Regions from separate parts of the Mus musculus genome. Here region 2 is linked to region 1. A link is a contact called in public promoter capture Hi-C data. All regions are on one chromosome and are shown on one strand. Each heading gives the region's core, a stretch centred on a gene start, on an enhancer-like site or on the middle of the called end of the contact. The rest is flanking DNA. Distances are from core to core; before and after follow the strand shown. Region 1 holds the start of Ugt1a6a (UDP glucuronosyltransferase 1 family, polypeptide A6A). Region 2 holds the start of Trpm8 (transient receptor potential cation channel, subfamily M, member 8).

Evidence for each region. Capture Hi-C pulls out chosen DNA fragments and counts their contacts.
Region 2: a contact with region 1 is called in a promoter capture Hi-C map of liver. The contact joins the promoter of Trpm8 here to the promoter of Ugt1a6a in region 1. A contact is called at or near these places in 3 of 39 promoter capture datasets (hippocampal neurons, liver and macrophages), 11 of 484 Hi-C or Micro-C datasets (the 63-12 cell line, the Ba/F3 cell line, Th2 cells and 6 more), 4 of 115 datasets of contacts at active chromatin or transcription factors (bone marrow-derived dendritic cells, large pre-B cells, pancreatic cancer cells and 1 more) and 2 of 9 other capture datasets (adipose tissue and liver).

What each region holds. Positions count from the first base shown.
Region 1 is chr1:88,131,958-88,138,093 of GRCm38.p6, forward strand. Ugt1a6a (UDP glucuronosyltransferase 1 family, polypeptide A6A) reads left to right here and starts at 2,852. Exons shown (of 6, transcript NM_145079.3): 1 at 2,852-2,978. All of the region lies in intron 1 of Ugt1a10 (UDP glycosyltransferase 1 family, polypeptide A10), which reads left to right. All of the region lies in intron 1 of Ugt1a9 (UDP glucuronosyltransferase 1 family, polypeptide A9), which reads left to right. The region is part of intron 1 of Ugt1a8 (UDP glucuronosyltransferase 1 family, polypeptide A8); the gene reads left to right. It also overlaps Ugt1a7c and Ugt1a6b.
Region 2 is chr1:88,303,412-88,309,547 of GRCm38.p6, forward strand. Trpm8 (transient receptor potential cation channel, subfamily M, member 8) reads left to right here and starts at 3,324. Exons shown (of 27, transcript NM_134252.4): 1 at 3,324-3,380; 2 at 4,399-4,491.

The DNA.
Region 1 (6,136 bases), core at 1,602-4,101:
CTATCAATTCATTGATCCATCTATCCATCTATCTGTGTCTGTGTTTCTACTTCCCTCTTTGTCACTGTGTCTCTCTCTCTCATACCTGTGTGCGCATGTGTGTATCTGTATATTCATGCTTGTGAGTGTGTTTGAGTGTGCATGTATGCTCATGCTTGTGAATAAGTGAGTGTGCATGTATGTGTGCTCAGGCTTGTGAGTGAGTGTGCATGTATGTGTGTGTATGCGTGTATAAGCATGAAAGACGACATCACATTGTACTCCGTGTTACTTTCTTCAGTCACCATCTCTCTCTCACTGTAACTGTACTTATCAACCCATCTAGACTGGCTAGCCAGTGAGCACCAGGACTCTTTCTTTCTCTGCCTCCCCAGAGCTGGGATTGCAAGTCCATGCTGTGGTGTCAGGATGCTGCTTCCTGATTCGCTTGGGTACCAGATGCCTGGCTAGGGGTGGTGATGAGAGGAAGAAGACAGGACAGGCACACAACACAACAATGCTGGGATTACTCAAGGTTCTCTGCTTCCTAGCTCACCAATGTGGATAATGACTTTGCCAATTTGTCATGGATAATTCTCAGAATCCTAGACAGGTCATGCTCATGTCAAAATACTCATTCACCAGGCACTACACTCACTGGGGGCTGCTCACACTCCCTACGTTTCAAGTTTCTTGTAAACATTGGGGGTCCAAACTCAGGTTCTAAATTTGCATGGATTGTTTAAGTAACTTGATGAATTGAGTTGAGTATATCCTTATGTGCCTATAATTATACACATGTGTGTTTAAACTTTAAAAGAACTGTTGGTTTCATCACCAACTTGATACAACCCAGACTCACCTAGATTATCTACTTTGGGTTGGCCTATGGCAGTGTCCATCCGTAGCAGATGGTTCTGCTTGCTGCAATTGATGTAGATCCCACCTGAGAGCGAGAAGCATCATTCCCTGCTTTGGGTCCCTGAACAGCATACGAATAGAGAAAGCTAGCTAAGTCCTAATCGTGCACATGTTCATTTTTCTCTGCCCTTGCTTGAAGATCTTCTGTCTGCTGTTTCAGGTTCTGCCATCTTACCTTCTCCATAAGGATGGACTAGAATCTGACTTGCAAGTAAAATAAGCCTGTGTCCGCTAAGCTTCTGTTTATCAGAGTATTTTACCACAGCAGCAGAAACAAAACCAGGGAAATTCATGGATTTGGTTTTGCCTTTTTTTGTGTTCTGAATTGAGATTTTTCAAGTCTGAAATTGTTCTGTAGGTCTTCTGTCATCTTGTAGGTCCTGGGCCTCTAATTCCTGGGCTTAGGTATCTGAAGGATCTGGAAGGGTGAGTTCCTGAGAAGGGAATTCCTCTACATGGCTGACCTTTTCAGATAGCCCTCAGCTTCTGGAATGAAACTGTCCCCTGTCAACTTTCAGACCTCCTTCCTACTCCAGATGCTAGCTGTTCTTCATTCACTTTGGGGAGCGGCATTTTTACCCATACAGTGTGGTTCTATCCCAGGATCTATGCCTTCATTCCACTGGTGTGTGCCCCAAGCCCCATTTGTTGTTCTTCAGAAATCCCTAGGTTAAAGCTGACCTTCCCCTGTATAGGTAGAAGTAATGTTATGCAAGACACCCTGAGCCTGTATCCTCCCGCTGGACTGGACTGAGCCTCCTGGGCAGCAGGAGGGATAAAACTTAGAAGTGCCAGGCATGCCACATTCCCTTTTCTGGTGCCCAGTACAGAAATACTCCTGACAGCTGCACACCCCCCCCTCTCTCTCTGTGCACATGTACACACACACACACACCAGTCTAAGAAACAGTAGAGTCAAATCTCATGAACAAAGCTTGCAAAGCACCCTCTGGTGATGCTCTGACAGAACCTTGTTGTCCTCTCCTGCCTTCTTCCTGATTTCAACCTATGACCCCATGGACTTGCTGGAAACAAGAACAAGCCAGTCAGTACCCAGGTGAACCTGATTTTCCTAGGAAGGGCCCAGGCCTCGGTAAATTGTGTGTCTGTCATAAAGAATACGAGGGTACAGTTCCTCGTGCTTTCCCCAATTCATGCCAGCTTGCTTAAAGACATTCTTCAGAGAGCTTTTGCTCTGCCACTCAGGAAGGACAGAGCTACAGTGTGCTTCCTTTATGAGTCTCTGGGGAGTGGTTTCTCATTGCTGTAAGCTTGTCTCTTTTCATTCTGAGTCAAAAATCCTGTTTATGTCACAAAAGCCAGAGATCTCAAACCAGACCAGTGCCTCACTGCAATGAACATTAGCAAGTGAACATGTGTAGACAGAGAGACATACTGTGGGACACACTGTGACAGTATTACAGCTTCCATGATGAGATATTTTCAATGCTTTTTTGTTTTTGTTTTGCCTGCTTGTTTATGTGTTAAAGGCAAAGAACAGACACCAGGGGGATGGGTGACCAGTGGGCTGGGAAGCACAATTTGAAACCCACAAAGAATCAATTAAAAGCAAAACAAAACAAAAAACTCCAACTCCCCTCCTCCCTCCCACGCTGATCCTCCACCCCTGCTTGGACTGAGTGGAGTCTTTGTAAGCCTTAAAGAAAGAACTTTCATCTTGGCTATGTTCCTGCTTGCCCTTTGGGGTGGCCCCTTCAGTCCTGCTTTCCTGAGCCCCAACCGACTGGGGTGCCAAGGTTAAGGCAAGTACTGGCAAGCTGGTTCCAATATGCATATGCCTGACAAGGTCTGGGTGAGCCAGTTCCTTGATTCAAAGAACAATTTCCTCCAGGGCAGCCTGATTTCAACATCCATAACTCCCTGGCCCGCCCTCAGCAGTGATTAACAAACAGAACAAATGTAACCCTCCCTCTTTGGTGGTGGTTAGAAAACCCAGAATTCAGATGCTGGCTGATGGTGGCTGACTGGAAACCGACTTCCAGATTTCTTACTCTTGCTCAAGGGCCCTCATCACGTGCTACCTAGAGGCACAGGTCTCTAACCTTACTATCTGACAGGCAAGTAACAGATTATGTGTGGTGAGAGAGCAATACAGAATTTGAAAGATAAGGGCTTTTGTCTTCCTGTGCAGAGCTTCCCAAATGCCTGTTGATTTCATGAGGGGTGGGAGGGAAACCTGTGCTGTTTGTTTGTGATAAGCTGTTGTACTGTTTTCTTAAAGCTTATGCTTAAGGGGCAACTTTTGGAAAGTTTGTAAGGATGGGGTCTGGAACCAGCTTTGAGATTAGAGGGAAGGGCAGAGAAAGGGATTGAAGTTAGGGTTGATTACTGATCAACGGTAATTTAATCAATCAGCCCATCCCCTGTATTTCATGATGCGGCCCCTATGAAAGCACAGAGGGATTGGGTTGGGGAGCTGCCAGGTTGCTGAAGGTGTGGAGGATAGGTTGCACCAAGAACACAGAGAGCGGCCATGTCTCTCCCCCAAGCTCTTGGCATTTCTCCACTGCTGTCTTGTTGCACTATGGGTGCTGCTGCTGTAATGAACCTCTGACTGAGTGATTCTCTGAGTGGTTTGAGCAGAGCTGCTCTGAGGCTGAGTAAAAGAGCCTCTGGTCTGTAGCCAACTCTGCTAAGTGGTTGACTTGACTCATACATGCCTGGTAACACAAGAGCTGTGTGAGTGAAAGTGTGCAGAAGGAAAGGGTCGTTGGTTTTTCCCTTATACACATGTCGAAGGGTCAGCGACCAACTCCTCACAAGGGAGCTGGTTCTGTCTTATCCTTCCTTGAGTAACCTTTTACTATTTGATTGAAAATGAGGCACAAGGATAAAATGGACAGACAGTCCCAATGCCAGTTTACTCACACACAAACTGGTACTCGGAGCCTTCTGTATGCTGGACACTGATCTGCATGCTGCAGACTCAATAGAGAGGAACACTGAGTTTGGTAGAGAGGGACATTAGAACAATGATTGATCCCACCCTGCACATGCTACTAATAGTTGGGAGAGGGATGCATAAATACACAGAAGGTGAGGTAATGATAGCAAGGAAGGGAAGGAGGCCCAGGGCCACAGACTGGGCTGCTGGACCCTGGGCTCAACAGGGAAGGTGTCACGGATGGGACACTAGCAGAACTTTAAAGGAAGTAGGTGATCAGAGCTGACATCGTGTTTATTATGTATATCATCTAGGGGGAGCATCTTAGAGGTTCTAAGGCCATAAAGAGACATCATGACCACAGCAACTCATAGAATGGAAAACAGGTAATTGGGCCTGGCTTACTTTTGAGAGCTTTAGTCCATTATGGTCATGGCAGGAAGCATGGCAGCAGGCAGGCAGACATGGTGCTGGAGAAGAAGCCAGGCATTCTACATCTGGATTGGCAGGCAACAGGGAGGGGGAGACACATTGGGCCTTGGCTGGAGCCCCTGAAACCTCAAAGGCCACCATCAGTGACACCTTTCCTCCAACAAGGCCACATCTACTCCAAGGCCATTCCTCCTAACTTTTTAAATAGTGCAATTTTTTATGAGCCCACAGGGGCCATTTTCATTTAAACTACCAAAAGGAGGGCTAGAAAGCTGCAGACCTCTGGTCACATCAGCCCTGAGCTCTGCTGTCCCTGGAACATGCTTATCATATGTGCTCCAGGTCGCTCTCACTCTCCAGAGTTCTGTCATTTCAGAGAGATCAATGCCATGCATCAATAAGAAAGGCTTGGGCCATAGGTGGGAAAGTTTATTTGATATCAAACAAGGAGATTCAAAATACATTCTAGGAGCCCATTGGCATTTTGGAGCCCATTTTAGGAAATGAACACAGTTTTCTCTTAGCAATACCAAAATGGTCATTTGCTTTCCTAGAGCATCCTCCCCAAGGGTGCTGTGGAATTTCTCGAAGGTTCAGGCTATGTAGCATTGCAACAGAACAAACTGTAATGCAAATTAGAGATTTCCAGCTGTTCCCTAGGAGGCCAGCCAGTTAATGGACTGGAGAAAAACATCAAGCAAAGCAACTCTTAGACAGTTTTCTGTCCTCCCAACCTGCTGTATGTTAACAAAATGGATTTATTCTTCTCTTGAATGTTAGCCAGGAAGTGTCTGCGTGTGTTTGGGTATGTCAACTTTGATTTTTAAAATAGTCCCTTTGACTTCTTTAGCCCACAGGAACATTGTGAAGGTCTCTGAAGGCCTTGTATATTAGACTTAGACTCTCTCCTAGTTGGCTCACTACACACTCACTCTATGTGAGGTGCTGACTGATTTTAAAAGTACAAGTAAAATCCACTTAGGTTCTCTTTTAAAACTTTGTTTTGACATATTATTGATTTTAGTCTTATGTGAATGGGTGTTTGTCTATATGTAAATATGTGTGTTGTGAATATGTCCACTGAGGTAAGAAGACAGTAGCATAGCCTTTGGAGCCTGGTTTACACATAGCTGTTAGCTGCTGTGAGGGTGCTGGGATTTGAACTTCGGTCCTCTGGAGGACTTGTCAGTGTTCTTACCTGCTGAGCCATCTCTTCAGGCCCACTTCTGTTCTTCAGACAAACACTCATGAAATCCAGGCTGTTCTCAAACTCACTATGTAGCTAGGATGACCTTGAACATCTGATCCTTCTGCCTCTCCCTCCCAGAGTGCAAAGGTTACCGACTAAGAAAGTGTTCTACCAACCAAACTTCATCCCTGGTTCTCCGTTGAGTTTTTAAAACTAAACTTGCCATCATTTTTAACCATTTGATGATTGTGAAGAAATTCAAAGACCAAGAGTTTGTAAACAGTTAGGCAGAGGTGGATAATTTCAGTTTCTTTCAAAGCTCCAGGGGTTACAACTACTGTCCTTTGCTTAGGCAGCAACCTCAGTTTCTCGCACATAGAAAGCTGGCCATAACTGCACTCTGAGGTTTGTACTGTGTGGGGATATGGGTGGGGGTTAAGGCCTAACTTGTGTGTCCTGGAAACTACACTAAGCTTAGTGGCCAGCATGCTTGGTTGCATAGTCATTGCAGATGAACTTAGTGAAGATGAGATCCTTAGGATGGGTCCCACCCTGTAAGATTGGCATCCTTTATAGATACAGCCACATAGGCCCAAAGACACAGAAGAAGGTGAAGATTAAGATTATGAGGAGGAGAGAGCTCTGTGTTGCTTTGAACATCTGTGTTGCTTTGAACATCAAATATGTCCTCTGGTAAGTTAGTGCTTCCC
Region 2 (6,136 bases), core at 2,074-4,573, 170 kb after region 1:
TTCCTCTTGGTTTTGGAGACTGGCAACTTGAGGTCAAGGTGGTAGGGTAGTACCGCTGAGATACCTTCCTGTGGCTTGTGGATGGGAATCTTCTTTGTGGATCTTGGCAGGATTATTCTGTGTGTTTCAATGAAGGTTATTATTATTTTTTTTTTTTGATCAAAACTCAGTCTAACTGGGTGTGGTGGCGCACGCCTTTAATCCCAGCACTAGGGAGGCAGAGGCAGGCAGATTTCTGAGTTCAAGGCCAGCCTGGTCTACAAAGTGAGTTCCAGGACAGCCAGGGCTATACAGAGAAACCCTGTCTCGAAAAAACAAAACAAAACAACAACAACAAACAAAACAAAACAAAACAAAAACCTCAGTCTGATAGCTTCATTTTGCCTTTTTCGCTCGTTGCTCTGTGTTGTTGTGATAGGTGCCTGTGTTCATATGGCTATGTGCACGTGGGCATACACATGTGTGTCCATGCATATGAAGGTTAGAGTTTTGCATTGGATGTCTTTCTCCATCACTCAGCACTTTAGTTTTTGAGACCGTCTCCCACTGAACTGGAGTTTATTAGCTTACCAGGTTGGCTGGCCAGGGAGCTCCAGAGATCTGTCTGCCTCTGACTTCCTGGCACAAAGATTACAGATGTGTACTCCTAATCCCAGCTTTTTACGTGGCTGCTGGGGATCCAAATTCATGTCCTCAGGATGTTTGCGTTGCTAGCACTTTACCAACTGATCCTTAGCCTTTTAACCATCCCTTTAAAGATCATATTTCCAAGTAGGCTCATACTTGGTGGGTGCAAAGAGTCCATTCTTCAATGTAATATGTTAGAAGGACATAGTTCAGATCATAACAGAGACTATATACCACATTTTGGAGGAGATGGCAAGGTTGAGCCATGCTTGCAGGAAGCCTAAAGCAGCTTGTAGTCCTAGAATGTAGGTCTCTCTCCAGGGTCTGAGATCCTTCAAGGAAGACATCTGCCCAAGGGTTTCTTGTCCCTCAGAGTCAACTCTCATCCGACCCATGATGCTCAGCATCACAGATGTGTTGCCTTGCCTCTCTCACTCTCAGTAAGGACCAACACATGGCCACTGTCACAGCACATCCACGTCTCCTACCCGGCGTTCAAAGTCTGCTCAGGCTCCGAGTCTTCAGTGTCACAAAGCCATCTAGTCTCAGCTCTAGGTTCCCAGCACAGTCCCAGGCAGCAGACTGCAGCAAGTCTTCTGCCCCTACCAGTTTTCTCTCTTGTTACACGTTGAGCCCACAATGAAATTGTACAACTGTGCTGTGACCTGTAGCAGTCACTTGACAGCCCATGGTTTGATTCTACCCTTGGAAATTTAGCTTGAAGTCAAGTCCTTCTAGGTTCCCTCATGACATTCTGGCAGACACAGGCAAGGGAGCTGAAATGGGTTTCCTGGTGTCTTTCCTTTTCTTTGTTCCTGGTCCACTTCAGTTTGCTTGATTTTTCTATTAGGTTTTGTATTTGGATTCCTTGCTTCCTCTGAAGATTCTCGTTGCCTCCCGTGCAGATCAAGGGAAGAGAAGCCTGGATTTTTCTGGCTCCATTTAGAGGTACAGGTGCAAGAGTGTGGGGTAGGAAAGGAGATCATGGGGTGTGGGATGCTGCAGTCCTAGATCCATTGTTAAGGGTGATCATGAGAGTCCTCTGATTCCCTGCCTGACTTTTTTCTTCTCTCACAGGCTTCCTCGCTTACAGGAAGAGGCCTTTGTCCCCCTTTCCATGCACCCTCCTGTCCCCACAGCCTTGCTCTTGGCCGTTGTTACAACATTTGTTATCTGACTTATGACTAGGGTGTTTGCACTAGAGACCTCAGGCTGATATCTTTTTTGCCCCTGTTTGCTTGAAGGGTTTTCTTTTTACACTGAAAACACCATCTATGGGAATTGCTACACGAATCCAGCCCTGCTTCCAGACCTTGCTCAGACATCTGTCTCTACAGAAGTCTTTCTTGATTTGCATTCTGCCTAATCTGAACTCCGTTGTGCTTATATTTCTCATGCCATCATCTTTATGTGTGCTTAGGTATGCATGTGGAGGCCAGAGGTTGATGCTTCTCAATTTCTCTGTACTTTATTTTATGATTATATATGCATATATGTGTCATGTCCACCTAGGTGCCTGCTAAGGCCAGAAAATGGAGTTAGAGCCCTGGGAGCTTGAGTTACAGGTGCTTGTGAGCTGCCTGATATGGGTCTTGGGAACTGACTTCTCGTTCTATGGAAGAGCAGCCAGCACTGTTAACCGCTGAGCCATCTCTCTAGCCCTACTCACCTTATTTTTTGAGATAGAGTCTCAGTGAACCTGGATCTTTACTGATTCAATTTGGCTAGATTGTCAGTAAGGTCCAAGGATTTTCCTGTTTCTTCCTCCCTAATGCTGGGATAGACACACACACACACACACACACACACACACACACACACACACACACACACCTGGCTTCTATGTGGCTGCTGGGGATCCAAGGCAAGCCCTTCTGCTTTCTTCAAGCAATGGATTGACTGAGCTATCTTTTCAGCCCATGTTATCAAATTTGAAATTACTCCCCCCTCTGTCTACATGTTGATAGCTTACACTCCACATGTGATCATAAACTGGAGACAGTAGCCAATACTTGAAGACCCCCAGTTAGGACAAAGAAATCATGTTGGTGGTGTGATTTAAAGCTGAAATCTATCCACTGGCCATTTGACCATCTCTTCTCACATCTTCTCTTCTTTTCTGGCCTAGACACAAAGGCAGTAAAGGGGACTTAGGTGGAAGTACCTGTAAATTTGCAAAGCTGGTCCACCTCAGCTTCAGGGACACACTCCTAAGCCCTGTGTAGGCAGCTCAGTGAACGAAAGATAGAGTTGGGAAATCTACAAATATGCAAAAGAGCAATGCTGGTTAAATCACTTCCATTTAAGAGTGTTTTTCTAATCGTAATTAAGGATTTTAATTCTTTAATTAATTTCACCATTTTTCATGATGAGCATTTCCCATCTCATTTGTGGTTTTTAAAATGTGCCCCTAACTGTAGAGATTAGGTTTTAGTGTGAATTAATTAATCTATTGGCGAGCAAGGGTGGAAATCAGGGATGCTAACCTTACTGGAATTTAATAATTACAATCTTAGCATTTCTGCATACTTAGGCACTGCATGGCTCTCTATTCAGTTGCTAAAATTGCTCTTGCATGGTGTGACTTTTTCTTTTTTTCTTTCTGTATTCCTTCTCTTCAAAGAAGCTTAGTGCAGGAGGTGGGGCTGGGCTGGGCTGTGTGTGACTATAAAGTCCTCCCTCCTCCAGTGAGCTAAGAGACAAGCAGGCTCTTTGAGGAGAGAGAAGCTCTTGGCTGATTGAGCAGCTCCACGGTATGTTCTCAGCTTTTGCTTTCTCCCCTCTGTAAGTGCTGCCCTTGCTGTGGCTTGTGCAGTTGATGTGATGAATTTGGTACCTCTGATCTGAGCATCATTTTCTGCCAAGATTTGAAACCCTTAGATCCTTTCAAGGGATGTGGGGCAATATGCTGCTTCGCAGATTACCTCTTCTCCGTTTGAGTTGGTTTATAAATGTAGGATTTTCTTCTAGAATTTCTGGGGAATGGTTTTAAAACATGATTGCATGTTCCCTTTCCTGATTGATAGATAGTGGAGTCCTCAAAATAGCTTTTCTAATGACTCCCCTATCTATCGAGACCCTGAATCAAGTAAGTTTTCTTAAGTCAACACTCTGGTGAGATAGAATTAACTCAAAAAGGGATGAAATCAGACAGCAAATTTTCTTTGCTAGCAAAAGGAGAATGGGCTTGTCTTGTCTTTACTTGCCGTGGCTGCCTGGATCTCTCGACTGATTGGAACGGGCATCTCGTGTTATTTAGAAGTCAATGAGAAAGCAGAGGGGCTGGGAGAATGATTAAAGGTTTCACTTCTAGTTCACTTTAAGGCTCGTGTGGACATTCGTGGTGTCGGGACTACAGAATATCTGGTGCCCTTTGCACGTGCTGTAGCCGTACTAACATGAGCGTTCCGCCTTCTCAGAATCCCGGGAGTGAAGAGAGGGCTGCATCAAGACTGTGACTTTGTAGTTATCATTCTCTAAAGTTTGGGATGAAGCTGTCCTCACCTAGGACTACATTCTTTGTATACTAATTGCTTCTTCTTTTGGCATCTGTGAAAGCAGCAGGTTTTTGGCAAATAGCACTTTTAAACTCTGTCTTTGGCCCATGCTTGTCCATGTCTTACCACTGCTCCTTAGAGCAGGGTCCTGGGGGACCAGTATTTATTATTATTATTATTATTATTATTATTATTGTGGTGGTGGTGGTGGTGGTGGTGATGATGGCAGTGGTGGTGGTTGTTTGTCTTGTTGACACAGAGTTTCTCTATGTAGTCCTGGCTGTCCCGGAGCTTGATACATAGAAAAGACTGACCTCAGATACACAGAGATCCTTCTGCTTCTGTCTCCCAAGTGCTGGGATCACAGGTATGGGCCCTATGCCCATGTGGGCACAATAATCTTAAACTTCCAGAAAATTTGCCATTTTGCTAGTTTTTAACCCACCTGTCAGACTTCTACCCTGTTGCAACTAGGACAACAGGAGAATGTCTTCAACAACAACAGCAACAGCAGCAAAAGTTTTAGTTCTTCTCCATGGTGAGTTACAGATGAGGGTCCAGGTGATCCCCTATAGCCCTGTGCACCTCTACCATGCTATTGCCAGAACAAGGATGGAGAGATGGATGTCTCTGAGTGGTGTCACATGTATTTGAAGTTTCTCAAGTGTCACCCTCCCCATTACAATGAATAATTGATGAGAAGGAAAAGAGGAGCAGGAACAGGATGGGGTTTGGTGCCAGGCTCTCTGGAGCATTTCCAGAGCACAAACCAGAGCCCCCTTCTGCTTGAAAAAGGCAGCATCTTTTTCATTTGTGTTTACTGTAAAGGGACACAACTGTCCATCTTTCTTGAAAATGGCATCTTAGGACTAGTTCAGTTGCTGAGAAAGTTAAGCTAAGAGCCAATCCTGAAGACATGCCAAATACTACTATTGTACAAAGACAATAACATCACTGATTCTCACGTGTGTCTGGTGCAGAGAATGTGAGAATATTCCATTGATAATGATGACTTATAGATTGCAAAAATTATTTATTAGCACTAGTAATAAAGACACAGGGGTGCTGGTGAGGTGGCTCAGTGAGTGAGGTTGACTTCATTCAAGCCTGAGGATGCGATTAATCCCCAGAACCCACATATTAGAAGGAGAGAACCAACTTGTGTAAATTGTCCTCTGATTTCCATATGCAAGCTACCCCTCCCCCTCCCCCCAACTTAAAAAAGGCACAATGGCCAGCCTCTACAAACAAAACATCTCCCTTCCTTCCTTCCTTCCTTCCTTCCTTCCTTCCTTCCTTCCTTCCTTCCTTCCTTCTTCCCCTCCCTCCCTTTCTTTCTTTCTTTCTCTCTTTCTTTTATATTCTTCTCTCATATATTTATTACCCTCAACCACACTTTCTCCTCCCTCCACGCCTCCTAGTTCCTCTTTCCCACCTTTCATTTCTTCCAAATTCACTTTTGCTCTGCTTCCCTTCAGAAAGGAGCTGGCTTGGCAGAGATATAGACCAAACATTGCATAACAAGTTACAATAAGACTAGGCACATACCCTCATATCAAACTGGATGGGGCAAGCCAGTAAGAGATAAAAGGTCCCAGAAGCAGAGAAAAGTGTCAGAGACGGCCCCTGCTTCCACTCTTAGGAGACCTACAAGAACACCAGACTATACAACCACAGCATATATGCAGAGGACCTAGGTCAGACTCATGGCGGCTCCCTCCCTGATTGTCATCAGTCTCTGTGAGCCCCTGTGAGCCCTGGTTAGTTGTTCTTTGGTGGCCTTGACCTCTCTGCCACAAAATAGCTTTCTAATGGTTTACATTTGGTAGTGCATTAACATAGCAGTAAAGACAATCTCTCTCTTCTCAAAGAGATATTGAAGTGGCACAAAGCTACTTACAGTTTCAAGGTTGAAATTTGGAGTAGCCTGGTTGGGTTGGAACCTTTATGTCTTACGTATCAACTGTGGAACTCCGGAAAAGTTGGCTTCTCTGTGTTTTGTCTTTTTCATC